Regions from separate parts of the Sus scrofa genome. Here region 2 is linked to region 1. Evidence: chromatin contacts called from public HiChIP or PLAC-seq data. All regions are on one chromosome and are shown on one strand. The core of a region is the stretch at or near the end of the contact, and the rest is flanking DNA. Distances in the headings are between cores, read along the strand shown. Region 1 has its middle 22 kb from the start of KPNA2. Region 2 overlaps PECAM1 (platelet and endothelial cell adhesion molecule 1).

Region 1 (3,247 bases), core at 243-2,742:
GTTCAGCTTCCCCGAAGGCCCCAGAGGGTGGGCGGTAACAGACATGCAGTTTGGCTCCCGTCCTCCTGCTGACAGCCAGGTCTGAGAGGCAAATCCCAGCCTTCCCAATGCTGGATCCCAAGCACGTAGAGGGGAATGGTTTCTAATTGTTCTTAGGGAGCAGGGAACTTGCCTGGCCTTCAGCAGCATAATCGGATCTGTCATTCTCTTCGGGAATTGGCTGGCTTTCTCCGCCTTGTTCTTTGCTTGGGAGGCAAAACTGCCATTTCCCCCTGGTATTTCGGCCGTGGTAATCCTGCTAGCCCTTTCATCGGAGCCTGGGGGAATGCGCTGGCCAAAGTCACAGCTGGCTCCCAGATGGCTCTCATGACCCCACCAACATCCCAGCATTGATTTGCTTGGGAGGCTTAAACGTGGCCAGCAGGGCAGGCTGCCTGCGGACCCCCACCCTAAGAGATTTATGGGCTCAGGCCTTGGAGGGGGCAAATCTCTGGAGGTGGGATGGGGCTAATCAGCCTCCTTCTGTTGCACGTTCTAGAATTCTGCCTAAAACAGAAGAGGCTGACCTCATTCTTAACCCCACCCGGAGATGGCAGATAACTAGATAACTAGCAAGCTGTTACTGACATTGCTAAGCCACCTGGCAAGGAACGTTTCTTTCGGAGTTCCCTTGTGGCACAGCGAGTTAAGGAGCCGGTGCTGTCCCTGCCGTGGCTGGGGTCGCTGCTGCGCCGCAAGTTTGGTCCGTTCCTGGCCTGGGAATTTCCACGTGCCGTGGTTCGGTCCAAAAAGAAAGAGAAAGTTTCCTTCTCTCTCTCTCTCTCCCCTCGCTTCCCTCTCTTCTCCTCCCCTTTCTCCCCCCACACACACACACACACACACACACACACACACACACACGCCGGAGAGTTCTCCTCTAGGGCATGTTCTTTAAGACACCGAGTATGACATCAAAATGATCTAAGGAGATTGTCATCTCCAATTCCCAGAATAAGAGTCTCCATCCCATTCAGGTGGAAATGAGCAACAGAGCCCACATAGTTTCTCGTTGCAAAGAAATTCTTCGGCGTCTATTTCCTGGAGATAATGTAGAGAATGTTAGCAGGTCTCTAACATACTTCAGCTGTTCAGGAAATACTTGAAATAATTTCCTGCTCTAGAGAATAGGAGGAGGGCCAGAAAGTTGGAAAGTATTACTCTCTTTTCTTTACCGTCTCAAATGCACTTCCCAAGGACTCCTTCCTCTATTCACACACCGGCTCCTATGAGCTCTTTTCTGGCTCTCTCAGCCTTTTTATGCGGGAATGTTCTTTTCAAGAGTGTGGCAGGAATCCTAGTAGCTTGGACTTCCCATCGCATCCTGGCCTGAGCTTCCTAAGGAACTTTACAAATATGAACTAATTAAGCTTGGAAAGCCCCATGAGAGCTCCCCGCCAGCCGCTGTTGAAATGTGGCCAGCTCGGAGGTGGACCAGCCGCTGTTTTTTCGCCCTGCACAGCAACCATTCAAACAGTGGAGAGGAAGGGAAGTGGGCTGCCTAATGCGATTGAAACTACAAGGAAGAAGCCAGCTGGGCAGCCCGTAATTAATTGCCTCCTTGATTTGCTTTTGTGTTGCATTCCGTGGGGTTCAGATCCTGGTGTTGAAATGGGGTCATTTCAAGTCATTGCAAAAAAATGTAACACGTCCCAGAGTCATTTTTATCTAAAGCAGTGGTTCTTAGAGTTCCCTGGTGGCTTAGTGGGTTAAGGACCTGGCGTCATCACTGCTGTGGCTCAAGTGGCTGCCGCGGTGCTGATTTGATTCCCGGCCCTGGAATGACCTCATGCCACGGGTAAGGCGGAAAAAAAAAAAAAAAAGTTGCTCTCCATCGAAGGTGCTTTTGCAACTCCAAGGGGATGGATGTCGGACAATCTGGAGGTTCATCTTGAGGACACAACTGGTTTCCAAGTGGGTAGAGATCAGGGGTCCTACTGAGCATAGTCTCTACAGCACAGAACAGACGACTCCCCCTCCCCTGACCCCCACAGTAAAGAATGATCTTGCTCGACATGCCAGTGGTGCTGAGGTTGAAAAACCCTGGCGTCAGTCTTCCAAGTGACTCAGCGATGGCTTGTGTCCTCTCTCTCAGCCCTGCATCTGGTGACCTGTCAGCCCATTCAGACCTAGGAACTAAGCTGGGTTCCTGGGCTCAGCCTGGAGCATGAGGACAATCTCCCAAGCCGTGTGGGTTGAAGACACACCTCTCCCCACACCCGGGTTCCCTGGAACCAGGTGCATTTTGCATTGTCCTTTTAGAAAAGGAACCACTTTGGCCACGGCTTCCGGTTGGGCCCCCCGAGCTTCGTGGTCCTGTTTGCCCCACAATAAATAGACTGAGCCATTCTGTTGCTCTGGCAGGGCCTCTTCAGTGAGCAGCTATTTCTCTTCTCCCTCCTCAAGGCCCAAGGAGATCCCAGGCTGTCACTGTCCAGCCTTCAGCAAGAGGCAGCCACAGGGAATTCCAGCCGAGGGACAGAGACTGGAGAATTTCACTTTCATCTCTCATTTTTGCAAACTTGAACTGTCCTTGGGAGTTCTCCCTATGGTGCAGCGGGTTAGGGATCTGGCATGGTCTCTGCAGCAGCCCAGCTTTGATCCCTGGCCGGGCACAGTGGATTAAAGAGCCAGCGTCGCGGAAGCTGTGGTGTAGGTCGCAGATGCGGCTCGGAATCGATCCCTGGCCCAGGGAACTTCCACATGCTGTGGGTGCAGCTGACAACGAAAGAACCGAACTGTCCTTCGTGGAGGATCCTCCTGGACAGCCCTATGCAGTCCCTCGCTCTTCTCTGCCACCCGCTTTGGCCCCCTCCTGCCACTGCCCTCACCAAGTTGTGTCTATACCATTCCTTAGGGGAAGGGGGTCCCGTCATCCTGCTGACCATGGGCCGCCTGAGGACAATGTATATTCTTAGTGCCCCCCAACACCCGGGTAGACATTTAAAGCCAGAACATCCAGCCATGTCCCACTGGGTGGGGAGTACGGATGCCCCCGAAACTTGCTCCAGAAGCCAGGCAGCCTGTGGCTTCAGGGCCAGGGGTGGCTCAAATACTCTTTGTTAGGACAGAAGGGCTACTCAAGTGACCTGACCACGGTCTCAGTTTCCCGGGGCTGTGGTGATGAAATACCACAAACTGGGGCACTTAAACACCAGAAATTTATTATCTCAGGGTCTGGGGGCCACGAGTCTGAGGTCAAGGTACTAGC
Region 2 (3,247 bases), core at 416-2,915, 410 kb after region 1:
GTAGCTGCTCCTAAGAAGCGGAGCATGGAAGGAAAGCAGTCCAGCTTACGGCCTGGTACTCTTCTCTCAGCGCCTGACTAGAATCAGTTCACTCCCATCCCCGTGGTCTCAGACCTTCTGCGGGATAATCTGTTACTTAGCTGAGTTCTCCTGGTTTAGACGGAGGCATTTTCCCAGGGTTTGTTCATAGCCTGGTGCTCTGGGTTAAGAGCCGCCCTGGGGTTCAAAAGCCACCCCCACCTCTTCCTCCTCTGACTGGTGTGGACTAAGCCAAGGGAAGTTTTGATTTTCTTTTCCTCCTCCTTGTCCTCCTAGTGACAGGAACTAAAAGAGATAAACTGTAGCTGGGGAGAGAGCCTCTCCGTAAATGCGTGGTAACCCGTGGTGTCTTCAGTTCTCTCAGCCTGTGTGAACTGGAATGCCTGGCTAGCCAGCAATGTGGATCTTTACTCTGATTCCACCCTTGACGGTTTTGCAGCGCTCCAGCTTATCCTCAAAGTACTTTATAAGATGCTTTGCAGTTCATCCAAAGCATAGCTTGTGGACATATCTATTTACAGCAGTTTTTAAGACAGAAGGGCAAAGCGATATATTATAATTAATGAGCAATGCCGTCGAGTTCTTCCGCATGAAAGAACTCAGGTCTGGGATAAGATTTTCACAGCCGAGAGCAGTGGTTCTCAACGCAGGGACATTTGGCAACATCTGGGGACATTTTTCATTGTCATAATTTGGAGGGCCCGGGATGCTGCTGAACATCTTACAATGCACAGGACAGGCCCCATGACAAAGGATTTTCCAGCCCAGAATGTCAGTGGCACCAGCAACAAGAAACTCTGGTTTGGAGGACCTCACTTCCTGTGACTCCTCTAAGACGAAAGCTGGATTTCCTCTCTAGAGGCCCTGCGGCCACCTTGGAGGTGTCCTGGGCACATCCCACTTGAGGGCTGATGGCTCTGGGAAGAGATGCCGAGTCCTGCTGCAGACACTAACCTGTGTCTTTCCGGCTAGACAGGACCCTCCTGCCTCACTCAGCCTCCCTCTTCTGCTTCCACTTTGCCTGGAATTCAGACTTCCAGGATGCTTCTTAAAGGAGCAGAAATGCCGTGTGCCAAGAGCGGCTAATCATGGAGAAGGGACTGAAGAACAGAGGGCCCCCAGGCCATGTCCACTCTGGAGCACTCGAGGGCCCATCCCAACCAGTCCTCTGAGGCCCAGAGCAGGCCCGGCCCGCAGGGGGCGTCTCCAACCTCAGAGTGCAGGCGGATAAAACCTGCTCCACGGAAAAAACGGGGTGTTACCCACCAGACTCTAGTACCGCGAAGCAACAGGACAACAAGCGTGCAGAACTGGGTCCTCAATCAGTGTTATCAGCGCGCTCCAGTTTTCGTATTGGGTGTCTGGGCTGCTTTAGGAAGTGCAGCTTGAGGCTCTTGTCCTCTTTGTCTGACTCCAGAGCCCCTCGGGACTTTAGGGGAGCGGGAAGCATGGGATCCTTTGGGTCCTCCCAGGTCAGATTTGGGTTGGGGGGTGGGGTGCTGCCCACGGCCTCACTCAATGTGTGGAAGTTTACACAATGGCTCAATTTCTTGGTCGGGCTGATTCATCCATTTGGCCTTTGACGCCTGCCTCTGGCTCAGCCAGGACAGAAGGGGGCCCCTTAGGAACTTCTGGCCCTGTTCCCTCTGGAGGAGACGCACAATGGGGCTGTGATAAGACAGGGTTTGAGGGGGAAGTGGACTGGTGGAAACAGGATATTTTTAAGTTAGAGAAAGAAACAGAAGGTTGTGACTCCCGTTGTGACAGTTGGGCCCTGAGACTGCCCAAGATTCAGAAGGGACCGGGTTAGAGCTTGGACGGGGGGCGGGCGTGGAAACTGGGGCCCCTTGGGTGGCCTCTCTCGAGGAAGACTGAGGAGTGGCTGTGGGGAGGGGGGGTGCTGGTGCTCTCCCTCCCCTTCAAGAATGGCCGCACCTCCTCCCAGGCCTTCCCCAGGCTTCTGTGCTCAGAGCCTTGTCCATATGGGCCATTTGGGGAATCAGCCCCGATACACAGGCCACTCCCCCTTCAGAAACTCTGCCGTTAGTTAGCGAGGCCGGGTCCTGTGCAAAGGGCAGATCATCCCCCTCTTGCCTCTTGCAGTGAAAACCATCTCTAACCAATGCAGGTGGGTCGCTCACCTTCAACGCAGTGTCCCCTCTTCTCATTGGTCTTTCTCACCCTCTTCCGGGCATGCTTGGCATCGCCTTCTGGCAGGGCGGCCAGTCCCAGTGTGGGCTCCAGCCTGGGGACAGTGTGGTCTCTGGGTAGCTGAGACGAGGCTCCCCGGGGGAAAGGGATGTGGCGGCCCGTTCTTCAGGCAGCACCTGGACCACAGGTGCCAAGGGCATTGGCCCTGTTTCTGCCTTCTCCACTGACCCCACTCCCCAACTCCTGGGAAGAGACAAACCGATAGGAAGTATGGAAATAGCTTTATTCCCAAAGAGGATCCTGGCAGCATTATTTACAATAGCAAAACCTTGGAAAGAACCTAAATTTTTAAAAGTAAGGAACTGGTTAAGTAAATAACTGCGTATCCCTGGAATGATGGTTACACAGCCACCAGAACATTATGTTTAAGAAGGTACCAGGAAAAAAACAAACAAAAAAACTCCAAAACAAAGAAGGTACCAGGAAATGTTTATAAAATCACATTATGTCTGGAGTTGCCATGTGGCTCAGCAGGTTAAGGATCCAGTGTTGTCACTGCAGCAGCTAGGGGTTGCCACTGTGGCAGAGGTTCAATCCCTGGCCCAGGAAGTTCTATGTGCCATGGGTGCAGCTAAAACATATATATATATGTTTCACATTACGTGAAAAAGAAAGACTATAAAATGGCAGACTATAATTATAACTACCCCCCCCCAAGAAGCCCCCTACACTTAGTGGAAAATGACTGGAAGACATTTTAGTCAACAGTGGAACCAGAGTTAATATTTACCTGCTTTCTATGTTTCTGTAGTTCTCAGGGTTTTGTTTTTTGGTTTTTGTTTTTTTTCCCAAAATAACATGCGCTATTCATTCTTTTCACAAACGGTTTAAAGCGTCAAATGTCGGAGTTCCCGTGGCACAGCGGAAATGAATCCGACTATGAACCATGAGGTTGCGGGTTCGATCCCTGGCCTCACTGAGTGGGTTCAGGATCCGGTATTGCCGTGAGCTGTGGTGTAGGTCGAAGACGCAGCTCAGATCTGGTGTTGCTGAGGCT

What was found. HiChIP or PLAC-seq counts read pairs in DNA pulled down with a chosen protein or histone mark.
Region 2: an H3K27ac HiChIP or PLAC-seq map of skeletal muscle shows a contact between it and region 1, with 3 times the contacts expected there. The contact joins two enhancer-like sites. A contact is called at or near these places in 1 of 47 Hi-C or Micro-C datasets (mesenteric adipose tissue) and 1 of 2 datasets of contacts at active chromatin or transcription factors (skeletal muscle).

The regions. Positions count from the first base shown.
Region 1 is chr12:14,305,624-14,308,870 of Sscrofa11.1, forward strand. No RefSeq gene overlaps it. Among named protein-coding and RNA genes, the nearest start is that of KPNA2, 22 kb to the left of the region's middle. Within about 2 kb of position 1,493, at least 31 of the 83 cell types and tissues checked have an H3K27ac peak or open chromatin away from gene starts, as enhancers often do. A contact at or near this core is called in skeletal muscle, where this site is marked.
Region 2 is chr12:14,714,041-14,717,287 of Sscrofa11.1, forward strand. The region is part of intron 14 of PECAM1 (platelet and endothelial cell adhesion molecule 1); the gene reads left to right. Among named protein-coding and RNA genes, the nearest start is that of PECAM1, 48 kb to the left of the region's middle. Within about 2 kb of position 1,666, at least 18 of the 83 cell types and tissues checked have an H3K27ac peak or open chromatin away from gene starts, as enhancers often do. A contact at or near this core is called in skeletal muscle, where this site is marked.